Regions from separate parts of the Oryctolagus cuniculus genome. Here region 1 is linked to region 2. The links are chromatin contacts, called in public Micro-C maps. All regions are on one chromosome and are shown on one strand. The core of a region is the stretch at or near the end of the contact, and the rest is flanking DNA. Distances in the headings are between cores, read along the strand shown. Region 1 overlaps SLC6A6 (solute carrier family 6 member 6). Region 2 holds the start of SLC6A6 (solute carrier family 6 member 6).

What was found. Hi-C and Micro-C count contacts between places; a contact is called where the count stands out from the background.
Region 1: a Micro-C map of ear pinna shows a contact between it and region 2, with 2.0 times the contacts expected there. The contact joins the enhancer-like site here to the promoter of SLC6A6 in region 2. A contact is called at or near these places in 2 of 6 Hi-C or Micro-C datasets (ear pinna and an unstated tissue).

The regions. Positions count from the first base shown.
Region 1 is chr10:113,278,536-113,284,385 of mOryCun1.1, reverse strand. All of the region lies in intron 2 of SLC6A6 (solute carrier family 6 member 6), which reads right to left. Among named protein-coding and RNA genes, the nearest start is that of SLC6A6, 34 kb to the right of the region's middle. Within about 2 kb of position 3,950, at least 1 of the 8 cell types and tissues checked has an H3K27ac peak or open chromatin away from gene starts, as enhancers often do.
Region 2 is chr10:113,245,483-113,250,927 of mOryCun1.1, reverse strand. SLC6A6 (solute carrier family 6 member 6) reads right to left here and starts at 3,712. Exons shown (of 15, transcript XM_051851766.2): 1 at 3,454-3,712.

The sequences.
Region 1 (5,850 bases), core at 2,701-5,200, 33 kb before region 2:
TGGGGCAGGGTAGGGGTGGGCAATGCTGCAGCCAGCCAGGGCACAGCGTCTTTATTTTTGATTACCAAGATTGGTTTATTTATTTTGGAAATCAGAGAGAGAGACAGAGACAGAGAGAGATAGTGTTTCTACCCACTGGTTCACTCCCCAGAAAGCTGCAACGGCCAATGCTGGGCCATTCCGGTCTCCCACTGGGCCGTATTTGGTTCCTTCTCCCAGGCACGTTAACAAAGAGCTTGATGGGAAGTAGAGCAGCAGGGACTCAAGCCGGCGCCCTTATGGGATGCTGGTGCCACACGCAGAGGCTTCACCTGCTATACCACGACGCTGGCCACCTACAGCCCCTTCTCTCTATACTTCCTCGGGTGCCCTCTCCAATGCACTTTCTCCCCGTGGCAGCCACAGTGGACAGCACTGGCTATCAAAGAAAGGACAAGGGTGGCCAAGAGCATCCACAGCCCCAGCCCACAAGGCACCGACCAGAAGTCACGACTTAGTTCCCCACCTTCAGGGTTTGCTCACGACATGGCACAGCCACAGAGCCAGTGATCCTACCAGGCCCTCTTGGGGCCCTGCCTGCAGAACAAAAGGCACAGAAGCCAGGACAGCCGACTCGCAGCCCAGGACACGGTGCGCCGGTCTTCGATGACCCACACAGGCAGCCGTCACTGAAGCACCAAATGTCAGAGAAACGTGACCTCTGTGCACTCTTTGCAAACCGGGAGGTCAGGCCACACTACGTTCCTGCTCCTCTTAGCTCCCACTGGCAGCAGCAGGTGCGGATGTGCTTACCCCGGGCACACCCACGCCAGCTCACCACGGCTCTGAGGGTGCACCTGTGCGCCTGGCTCCAGGGGGCATCCCAGCCTGTCTTCTCACCGCCCAAGATGGCCTTGCTCCCAGACTTGCTTCCTTACTGCCTGACTCCCTCCTCAGTTTGAGGCCAGATTCCTGGGGACAAGGACCAGTCTGCTGTGTTCACAGCAGTGGGCCCAGAGCAAGCGCAGTCGGGTAGGTGGTTCCCAGAGTGGCACCTGGGCAGCTGCAAACCTCGGCTCTGAGTAAGTCACCAGCCAAGCCATGCGGCCATGAAGCTTCCCAAGCAGGTGATGCGTGGGTTGGGGAATGGACAGGGGTGTGCAGGCCCCAGCCCAACAGCCAGGCCCCCAGGGGTTGTGCTCCAAGGAGCAGAGGCACAAAAGCACAACAAAACCCCCATTTCCCTCACACCTCCTTCCTCCGCCTGGCTGGGGTGGGGGACCCCGATTGTTTCGCTATCTGGCGGCCAGCAGACCGAGCAAGGCTTCCGGCAGCCCCCGGAGTCCTTCCTCTGTCTGGAGGAGCATCCGCAGGCCTTTCTCCGCCTGCTCCCTTGGGGCAGGCGCGGGCCTGGCCCGTGGCTACTGTAAAAATAGCCCTGGCGGCCAGCATTGTTCCAGCCTTCTCTTGCACAGCCCGATGGTTATCTGAGCGGCCCATTGTGGGCAGCTGGGTGGGCACATAATTGGAGGATGTGGGACTCGACTCCCTTCTGGGGAAGGGGCTTCTGAGCGAAGATGGGCAGGGCAGGGGCTACGCCTGGATGCTCCCTGGACCTTAGGGCTGCAGACTGAAGGTGGGGTGGGGGCATGGCTCAGCCTCGGCTGCTGACTGTCGGTGACCACCTGGGCTCCAGTGGCTGGGACTGCCCCGCTAGGAGCGGGGTCTTCTTCCTGTGGCTGTCGAGAGCCCCAGCTCTGGCCTTTGAGCACTCAGACCCACTTGCTACCTTAGCACTAAGAACTCTCTAGAAACCAGGGGTTGGGGGCAACAGGGGTCACCTAAGGCCCCAGCTTATTCTCCAAGCTCTGGTTTCCTACATAATGAGGCTTCCAGCAACTTTCGCACTCAGGAGCCATCATCCTGTGGGGAGCAGGTGCCTGTCACGTGCCCGGTGTTGGGAGCCCCACTCCTCACTCCTCAGTGAATACGGGTGTCCTCCTCTGGCCCCATCAAGCCCTTCTCTCCACCTCTCCTACAGGTCGCACCTCTACACAGCCCCCCGCGGTCCTGCCTCTGCCCCACTTAGGGCTCACCCTGGCTCCCCTGCCATGGCCCACTGTCTGCCTACAGCCTCGTCCAGGCCTCAGACTCACTCATGCCTGATTGAGGTGGATGCAGATGCAGGGCCCCCTCACCCTGTCCCAGGGGCCTCATTCCAGGCCCCCCTGTGAGAGCCCCTCCCAGCCTGACCCAGTGATGCTGTTCTCACTGTATGGTCCTGGCCACCGCCCCCAGCTCCCCGTTGCCATGGCAACCGTGCCCTCGCCTGGGCACAAGCATCGGCCTCCTCACTAGTCCCCCTGCTGCTTCGCCACCCGCGTCCCATCTAGCAACTCACAAAGCGGAAACAGCTCGGGACACCCCATTTCCGACCCTCCTGTCACTCCCGCAGGCAAACGCGACCTCCTCACCAGCATGGCCCGGGCCGTCCAGGACACTGGCCACACACACCTGCTCTAGTACCCTCAGTCCTCAGGCCTGGCCGCCTCTGAACCTTCCTCCAGCCTCAGTTCCCAAAGCTGTCGGGTCCCTGTCAGCTGCCCAGGGCCTCTGCTCGCAGCCCGATGTCTGTGGGAATCTGAGAGCCACTTCCTGCTGGGTGATCTCAGCACATTACTCAACATCTCTGGTCCTCGGTGCCACCTGTAAACTGGGGGCAACTGTGTGAAGCTCCTGGAGGTGCCATGAGCATTCCACCAGTGGGGGGGGCATGGAAAGTGCCTGCAGTGCTGGGAGGTCCATGCCAAGTCCTCCCGAGCGGTGGCTTCTATTACTACTGTTACTGCCACTACTGTTGTGACCAGGTCCACCCTGACCTTGAAATGCATAAGGCCTCCATCCCACTTAGGGTGAGATCAGCAATGCCCAGACACACCAAGGGACGCTCTGAGGTCACTCAGTTGGCAGTAACAGGGACCATGATGTGGGGCCCAGACCCTCGGCTCTCGCTCTTGCCCAGCCCGACCTCAGCCACCACCTCTGCAGAGCTGCAGGCTACAGTCACCCCCAGTGCAGGCCAGCCCACGTGCAGAGCGCGCTCGGGACCGAGTCCCTATCCACAGACTTCCAGCAGCCGCTGCCCTGCAGCCCAGCGCTGTTTTCCTTGGCAGGGGGCCCAGGCTTATTCCGTAGCGGCCAAGATACAAGACTCCCTCTTTTAAGAGCTTCCTCTTGGGTTACTGGAGCTTTGATGGAGAGGCTCTAGGATGGAGCGTCCCTCCCAGCCCCGCCGAAAATGCTTTCCCTCTCTGTTCCAGGGGTGGCGGCCAGATACAACCGTGCCTGAGACCGACTTGCAAATCACCCTGGTCTATTTTGGCACACTTGCAGCCAGATTCAAACCCTTACCAGCGACGCCACAATTTCTAAGATATTCCTTTGGTCCCCTTTCTCTGCACCATAGCACTAGTTTCTTGAGCCCTTACCCTGTTGAGCTGTTGCTAAGCCTGCTCTCCTGTTCATTCCTCAAGCACCCTTGTCGTGGGAGAGACCGCTGGTTCATTTCCAGGTGAGGGGAGCCGACGCTGAAGCAGGGCAGTGCGTCGCCTGGCTGAGGCTGCACAGGGAGGAAGGAGACCGGGGCAGCACTGCCACCTTGGCCCTGCTAATGCCTAAGACACAGAGCACAGCTCATCAAGAGGAGGCCTCCACACTGCTGAGCCCGCAGGGACAGGACGGCAGTGGTACAGAGCCACATCCCACCTGCGTCCCCCAGCTGCCTCTCCAGCCCCCTGGCTTTCTGGTGTCTGAGTCCCAACCAACAGCGCCTTGAAGTGAGCTGCAGACCTGCCTCCCCTGGCATGTAGCACCTCATTCCAAGGCTTTGGGGAGCCCAAGCCCTTGGCTCTCTTCCCTGGACAAGCTGGCCAGAGGCTCGGGCGCTCCCTGCACCTGTCACCCTCCAGCAGCCTGCCTGGCCCTCCCCTGCAGCAGTTACGTCTTGTCAAAGAAGGCGGCAGCACCCTGCACACCTCTCCCTAGGAGAAAACAAAGACTGAAACGCTACTGGTGCTGACTTAGCTACCCAGGAGCTTCGGTCATTTTTGGCCAGAGTGCAGCTATTTGCCCAGTCCTCTCTGGCATGCCCTACCCCTCCCAAAGGGCCCAGGGCCCAGGAGGCCTTCTAGGCAAGCCCCTCTACTTGGCTGTAGTGGGGGTTGGGCAAGCAGCTCCCAGAATCCCAGAACAGAGGCAGGAGGCCACCTGGACGACACGCCCACTGTACAGCCCAGGAGAGGGAAACCTGAGGTCTAATGCCTCCAGCCCGCCTGGCCACTGTGGAGTCCTGCCCCTTCCTCGTCTGCTTGTCCTCTCCAGAGCCAGCCTTCTGGACATGCCAAGGCCAGGATGAAGCTATGTGGCCTGGTGTGCTTCAGCCTCCTCACTGTTGAAAAATTCGGGGTAAGAATAAGTCACCTTTGTGGAGCGCTGAGTGTGAGGCCTGGCACCTGTCAGGGAAGCGCCAAGTGCCAGCTTCTACTCAGGAAGACAGCTGATGCGACGTCGGGGGTTCAGGCTACCGCGTGCCAGGCGCCACACCCTGTGGGTTTAGAGGAAGGGTCAGGCAGCCCGCAGCCCAAGGCACAAAGATGAGGTCCTGGCTCCACCTCCAGCTTCTTGCCAACGTAGACCCTGGGAGGCGCTGGTGATGGCTCAAGCAGTCACATCCCTGTCACCCTTTTGAGAGGCCTGGATTGAGTTCCCGGCTCCCAGCTTGCACCCTGGGCTACCGCAGGCATCTGAGGAGGGAATCAGTGCCCAGGAGCTGTCTCCATGCCCCTCTCTCTGCCTCTCAAATAAGTAGATAAATACCTTTAAAAATCACTCCTTTTTTTGCCTATTTTAAAAATATTTTCATCTATCTGAAAGGCAGAGAGAGAGAGAAGGAATGATTATCTTCCATCTACTGGTTCACTCCCCAAATGCCCACAACAATCAGGAGCCGGGAACTCCGTCCAGGTCTCCCACATGGGTGGTGGAGGCCCACGCACTGGAGCCACCATCTGTCACCTGCTAGGGTGCCCGTCAGCCAGAAGCTGAATGTGAAATGGAGCAGCCAGAGCTCGGAACAGACATTCGGCTACGGAACGAGGAATCGCAAGGGTCAGTTTGACCCACAGGGCCACGGTGCCCACCCCAGTCAACGGTTTGTTTGAAAAAATAAAAAAGGAAAAAAGGGATGGGGGAGATGGGGGAACTAGGGGTCAAAAGACACAGAACTTCAGCTGCACATAAGGAAAAGTGCAAGAGCTCCATTGTGCACCACGATGACTACGGCTGACAACACACTGCACACCTGGGAGTTGTCCAGAGTGCATTTTAGACTCTCTCCCCCTCACACACAAAGCAAGCATGAGAGGCAAAGGTTAACTGCCTTGATTGAGCCATCCTACAGTGTCCCTTGAAACATCCACAGATGCAGCTTCTGTCCGTTAAAAAGGAAAAAGGAAAAGAAGGGCAGGCAGCTGCATTTATTGAGCACTGACTGCATGCGCATTTCCTTAGCAGCGCTCTAAGTGCTTCATGCATTTTCGCTTTTAATCCCCTCAGGGGGTGCTGTGGGGCATAGAGGGGAGAAGCCACTCGCTCAGGGCCACAGGGAGAGGGGAAAGCCACCTGAGCCATGACCAATGGCTCCGAAGTCCACGTTCTGAGCTCTGCAGCCGTCACGGGTCACCTGACCTCTTCACCAAGTGAAACGGCCTCTAGCGCCTTCAGAGAGCCGCAGGCCACTGGACGGGGCACAGATTAGGGAACTAGTCGAGCGCAAACGGGGAAGTGAGGGCCACGTGACAGAGGGCGCAGGGA
Region 2 (5,445 bases), core at 2,463-4,962:
GGCACTCAAGGCTCCTACCCTCTGGCTCCTGCAAAATCCAGCCCCAATTCCTCTCCTCTCCCCAGCGGGGACCCTTGGGGGCCTGTTTCATACCACAATGCCTTTGCACCTGCATGCTCCTTGCCCGGAGTGTCAACATGACCCACAGAAGTCCGCAAGTCCTCCATCACCTCCTGCCACACCCATCATCAGGACAGTCGGTCACTCCTGGGGTGACATCCCAGCGGCTGGGCAATGGGCAGTCTGCCCTTTCATCTCACAGCTGAGGAAACTGAGGCCTCCACAAAGGTGGCCCAAGGGGGCTACAGCCAGCCTCAGACCCCCAGCACCCCATGGAGAGCAGTGTGCGCCGAGCTGCCGTGTGGCTCCATTCCCCTCTGCACGACCAGGTCCTCAAAAGCTGACACTGCCCCAAAGCCAGAGCTGCCACTGCCGGCAACTTATCAACCAAGCTGCGCCAACTTATCAACCAAGCACACGAGACACGTTTAGGAAGGGCTGACACTCTCAATTCCACACCACACGTTCACACACACCATGGCCAAGGTAAGTGGACAAGCTGGAGAGAGGAAGACACAGCCCCTCCCAAATCTGACTTGTGCACATGACCTGCAGAACTGGGGGGCCAGCCTGCGCCTGCCAAGGTGGCCCCAGAGTTCTAGGCCGGCCCCCACCCCCCTCGGGCTGCAGCCGAGCTATATGCCAGGGAGCCCTTGCCATGTGCTCCTCGGCTCTTCCCTGTCCAACAGGATGTGTCTGGTGACTCCCAGGTGTCTCACCATTCAGGACCTTGGGAAAGACGTTCAGAGAAGCATGGGCAGATTGACGGATTGACAGGCACCAGGTCAGGGTCAGAAAAGCTGGTCCCAGAGCCCAGGCTGCCTCCTGGGGGCTCTCTGCTGCAGGGGGAGCACAGGGCTCCCGGGGGAGGCCTAGGGGCAGAGTCAGGGCGCCAACAGGTCCCCTGCACTCAGGGAGCACCTTTGTCCTTGGCTTTCCCTGCGCCCTGGTTCAATTCCAACCCCCCAGGAAGTCAGTGCCCAGAGCACTACAGGGACAAGAACTCACAGCCGGCCGGCGCCGTGGCTCACTAGGCTAATCCTCCGCCTAGCGGCGCCGGCACACCGGGTTCTAGTCCCGGTTGGGGCGCCGGATTCTGTCCCGGTTGCCCCTCTTCCAGGCCAGCTCTCTGCTCTGGCCAGGGAGTGCAGTGGAGGATGGCCCAGGTGCTTGGGCCCTGCACCCCATGGGAGACCAGGAAAAGCACCTGGCTCCTGGCTCCTGCCATCGGATCAGCGCAGCGCGACGGCCACGGCGGCCATTGGAGGGTGAACCAACGGCAAAGGAAGACCTTTCTCTCTGTCTCTCTCTCTCTCACTGTCCACTCTGCCTGTCAAAAAAAAAAAAAAAAAAAAAAAAAAAACCTCACAGCCGGCCGACGCAAGACCATTTGAAACGCAGTCGCGCCCCAGTCCAGCAAGGCAAAGTCCTCTAGGCAGCTGGTGGCTTGCCCATCTATAAAATGGGTACTAGCCAGCAGGGCGGGCGGTAGCCCCAGGGCATGAGCAGGAGAGACTGACCACCCATGCGGCCGGAGAGCGCCTGCCACCCAGCACCGCGCCCCGGGCCCTCGTGACCCTCTAATCGGCTGCTGTGCAGCGAGGCCGGCTTTACAGCTTACCCCAAGCTCGCTCAGCCTCATCTCCCGCAATCCCCTCAAGGACGCTGGCACTGGCGTCCTAGCTGCCTGAACAGCCAAGCCCAGGCTCAAAGAAGCCAAGAGCATCACCCAAGGTCATCTGCCATTAAGACAGAGCCCAGCGTTCACAGGACTCCACTCCTGGGTCCCTGCTTCACTCAACTTGCTCTGCCCATTTGATGGATGAGAAGACTGAGACAAATAAAAAAGTTTGCCCATGGTCGACTAGGGGCCGAGCCTGGCCTAAGACCTCCATCCCATCTGCCAGTCCTGCCCTCCTGTGGATTCTCAGCCCACTCGACCGGGCGCCCTTCCAGCACCCCGACACCGTCTGATGAGATCCCTTCCCCACCCCACCCCCATCTGCTCGTGCCCACCCCGCACTCCTCGGATGACTCCCTGGTCGGGAGGGAGGCATGCGGTTGCTAAGCGCTCACCCGCTCTCCCTCATAAAAATAAACTCCTCTGGCTGCGAGGCTCTGGACGAGATCCCCTCCCTTCTAGCCAGCAAAAAATTATAACGAAATTGTAAAAAAGATCTCATGACATTTATTTGAATGTCGGCTGTGGCCAAGCGGGGGCCGATTTCCTTCAGTCCAAGGGACCCACGCGCCACCGACCCTCAGCCCCAGCAGGACCTGGTCAGGCGTCTGGTCACTGCCTCCCCCCCGCCCCGCCCTGAGCTGATTTATTTCCCCAGGTGGGAACCGGGGGGCCCAGGCTGCTTCCCAAGCCTGGTCCTGGGGGAGGCCTGGATCTGCCAGAGGCCTGGATCTGGCACAGGCCGGGCAGTGACCAAAATAGCCAGACCAGGGGCCCTGCCCAGCACACACCTCCCTCCCAGCCCCGGGAGGACCGCCCACAGGTGCCCTCCAGTCCAGGCTGAAGTCAGGGGTGCAGAAGGTCCAGGCTCTCTCCGTGTGGCTTCCCTGGTGGGAAGGGAGTGGCCCAAAAGAGGAACCCAAAGAGGGAAGGGGGGAGTCTGGAGGACGGTGCGTCCTGCTGGCCCAGCCTGCTGCCCCTGGCTGTCCCTCTGCACCTCGGTCTCGGCACAGGGAACTGCCGGACACTGGTACTGCCCCCTGCACGCCGCACACCCTGTCACCTTCCTGCCTACCCTGGAGAACCAGCTCTGGCCACCCAGCCCTCTAGGCACCAGGGACCCCCGCTTTAGGGGACGGCCGGGGATACAGAACCCCACAACAAGGGCTCTGGAGACAGACACAGAGGGACACACACGTGCGCGCAGCCTGGGGCTCGCAGAGGTGCTCACACAGGCGCACACGGGAGACGCCGCGCCGCAGGTATCACAGGCACACATACGGAGCCCAAGACCCAGAGCAAAGGAGATTCACACTGGGGCACACGTGAACACGCTGCTGGGGACAGCAGAGGCAGCCACCCGCAAGCGCGCACACACACACACACACACACACACAGACATGTGCGGGGAGCCGGCGCGCGCGCGCACGGGCACACACAGCGCACACGTACACACACACACACCTGCCGCCCGCATCAGAAGCGCCGGCCCCTTCGCGGGCAAACAATAACCGCCCCGCTGGCGGGACTCCGCAGGCGACCTCCGTCCCTCCCTCGGGGGAGAAAGCGGCTCAGGCACGGAGGACGCTAGGCTGGGAGGGCACCCGGACGTGCCGGGATGCGGGAGGCCGCCGGAGCGCGGGGCTGGGGAGCAGGCTGCGGGCGGAGGGCAGCCCCGGCTCCGCGCTCCCGGCTCCCAGTCCCTCGGGTACCTGTGCTGGCCGCGGCGCTGCGCCCGGCGGCGCTCGGTTCCACCGGCAGGGAGCTGCCCGCCGCCTCGATCTCCGGTCCGCGGGCTTTGCGCTCCGCACTCGCTGGCCGCGCGGTCCTCCGGGCTCGGCGTTGGTGGCGGAGCGCGGCTGCGGCCAGGGCGCGGGCTGGGCGCTGGCGGTGGCGCGGAGGAAGCGGTAATTTATAAGCGGCTTCTTCCTGACCTCGCGTGTCTGTTGTCTGAACAGGCAGCTCTCAGCATCACCCATCCTGCTGGGTGGAAAAATACCAGCTCGGCCGGGCCAGGGGCGGGGCTGGGGCGGAGCCTGGGCAATGAGCCCCGCCCACGCGCGGACACACACACGCGCGCACACACACACACACACATACACACGCGCGCGCGCACGCACGCGCGCACGGGCTCGGACACACAAAGAGCCGGGCTCGCCTCGCCGAGAGCGCGCGCACACACCCTCCGGCGGCGGAGCCCCTGCCTGCAGAGGAAGCACCGGAGATTCCTTAACCCCGGCTGGTCCCCTGAGCGCCGTCCACCTGGGTCCTGGGATGAGGCCTGGGGCTCCTTGGGCAGCCAGGTCCCAAGCAGCCGGCTGGAAGGATCCTACACTTCTCCAGGGCCTATGCTCCTTGAGGGAAAAAAAAAATTGGGCTCAGAACTGGGCCCTCACTATCTTGGGGATGCCCTGAGGCTGTGTGGGGAAGCAGGACAGAGAGTTCCAGAATTCTGGTCTTGCCATGGCTTTGTGACTTTGGGCAAATTACATAGACTTTCTGTGCCTTGGTTTCCTCATCCGTAAAATGGAAATAACAATAGTGGAGCCAACGCCCTCTGGCTGCTCCGAGGAGCCAAGGTTAGCAGGAGAGAGCTGGGAACAGCCCCGGCACCTAGGATGTGCCAAGCCGGTGTCAGCGAGGGTGACTATTTATAGTGGGGAGTGTGCCATTATTCTGTCCTTAGATGAATGCGGGTCCACATCCACGCTCTGGCTGAGCAGCAGGGGGCAGAGCTGTGTGGCTTCCAGCAGGGCTGTCCCCTCTCTGACCCTCGCCTTCTCCCCTCTCTCTCTGCACCTGGGAGGTTGTGAGGACAGTACGTGGATCCTTCCACCTCGTAACTGGAGAAAAAAGAAGAAACGGCAAACAGGTGCGGCGGAGAGCCATGTCCACGTCAGCCCTGGCCAAGACTGGCCCCACTGCTGGCCGGGGCTCCGTCTCTCTCTTCGCGAGCAGCACGGATGAGCCCTGGTGTGTCATGTCCCTTGGGTCCTTCTGGGGTCCCTGCTGTGTGGCCCCAGGGTGACCTTCCAGCCAGCTCCTTCTCCCCACCCTTGGGCTCTAGGCACCTCGGACACTGGCTACTCCTGGGACATGTCCTTCCTTGCCTCCCTCCAGTGCCTTCCCCACTCTCTGCTGGCTGCAGGTGCCCTCCCCTCCAGGAAGGGCCCAGCAGTGCCCCAGGCAGCTGTCACTTCTGGGTACCTCATCGCTTTCCTTTTAGGTTAGGATAACTGTACCCATTTTACTAGTGAGAACACTGAGGCCGGAGAAGAGAAGCAATGCTGTGTCCGGGTCCCTCTGCTTCTGGTGTGAGTGAGGTTCCTCTGTGGGCTGTAGGAGCAGACACAAGCAAAAACTCCCCCGATTCCCTGTGCCTGGGTCACTGCCCACAATGCCAGCAGATGAGGCAAAGGGGCAGGTCACAGAGCAGGGAAGTGATTTTGGAGTAGAAGTTTGAACCAAAAAGAGGCTTTGACTAAGCCAACAGCACCTGAGCAGGAAGGCGGGGACTGGTCTTTTTGCTCCCATCAAGGCTGGGGGTTTATCACAGGCCTGGCACACAGATGGTGCTCAGTGTTTGTAGCCTTCATGGTACGCAAGGCAGGGTTTCAATGCATTTAAATAGGTTAACTCCTTCCTCCCCACAGCAGTCCTACAGGGCTGGGACAATCATCCGAGCCACAGAAAAGGGAAGAAAC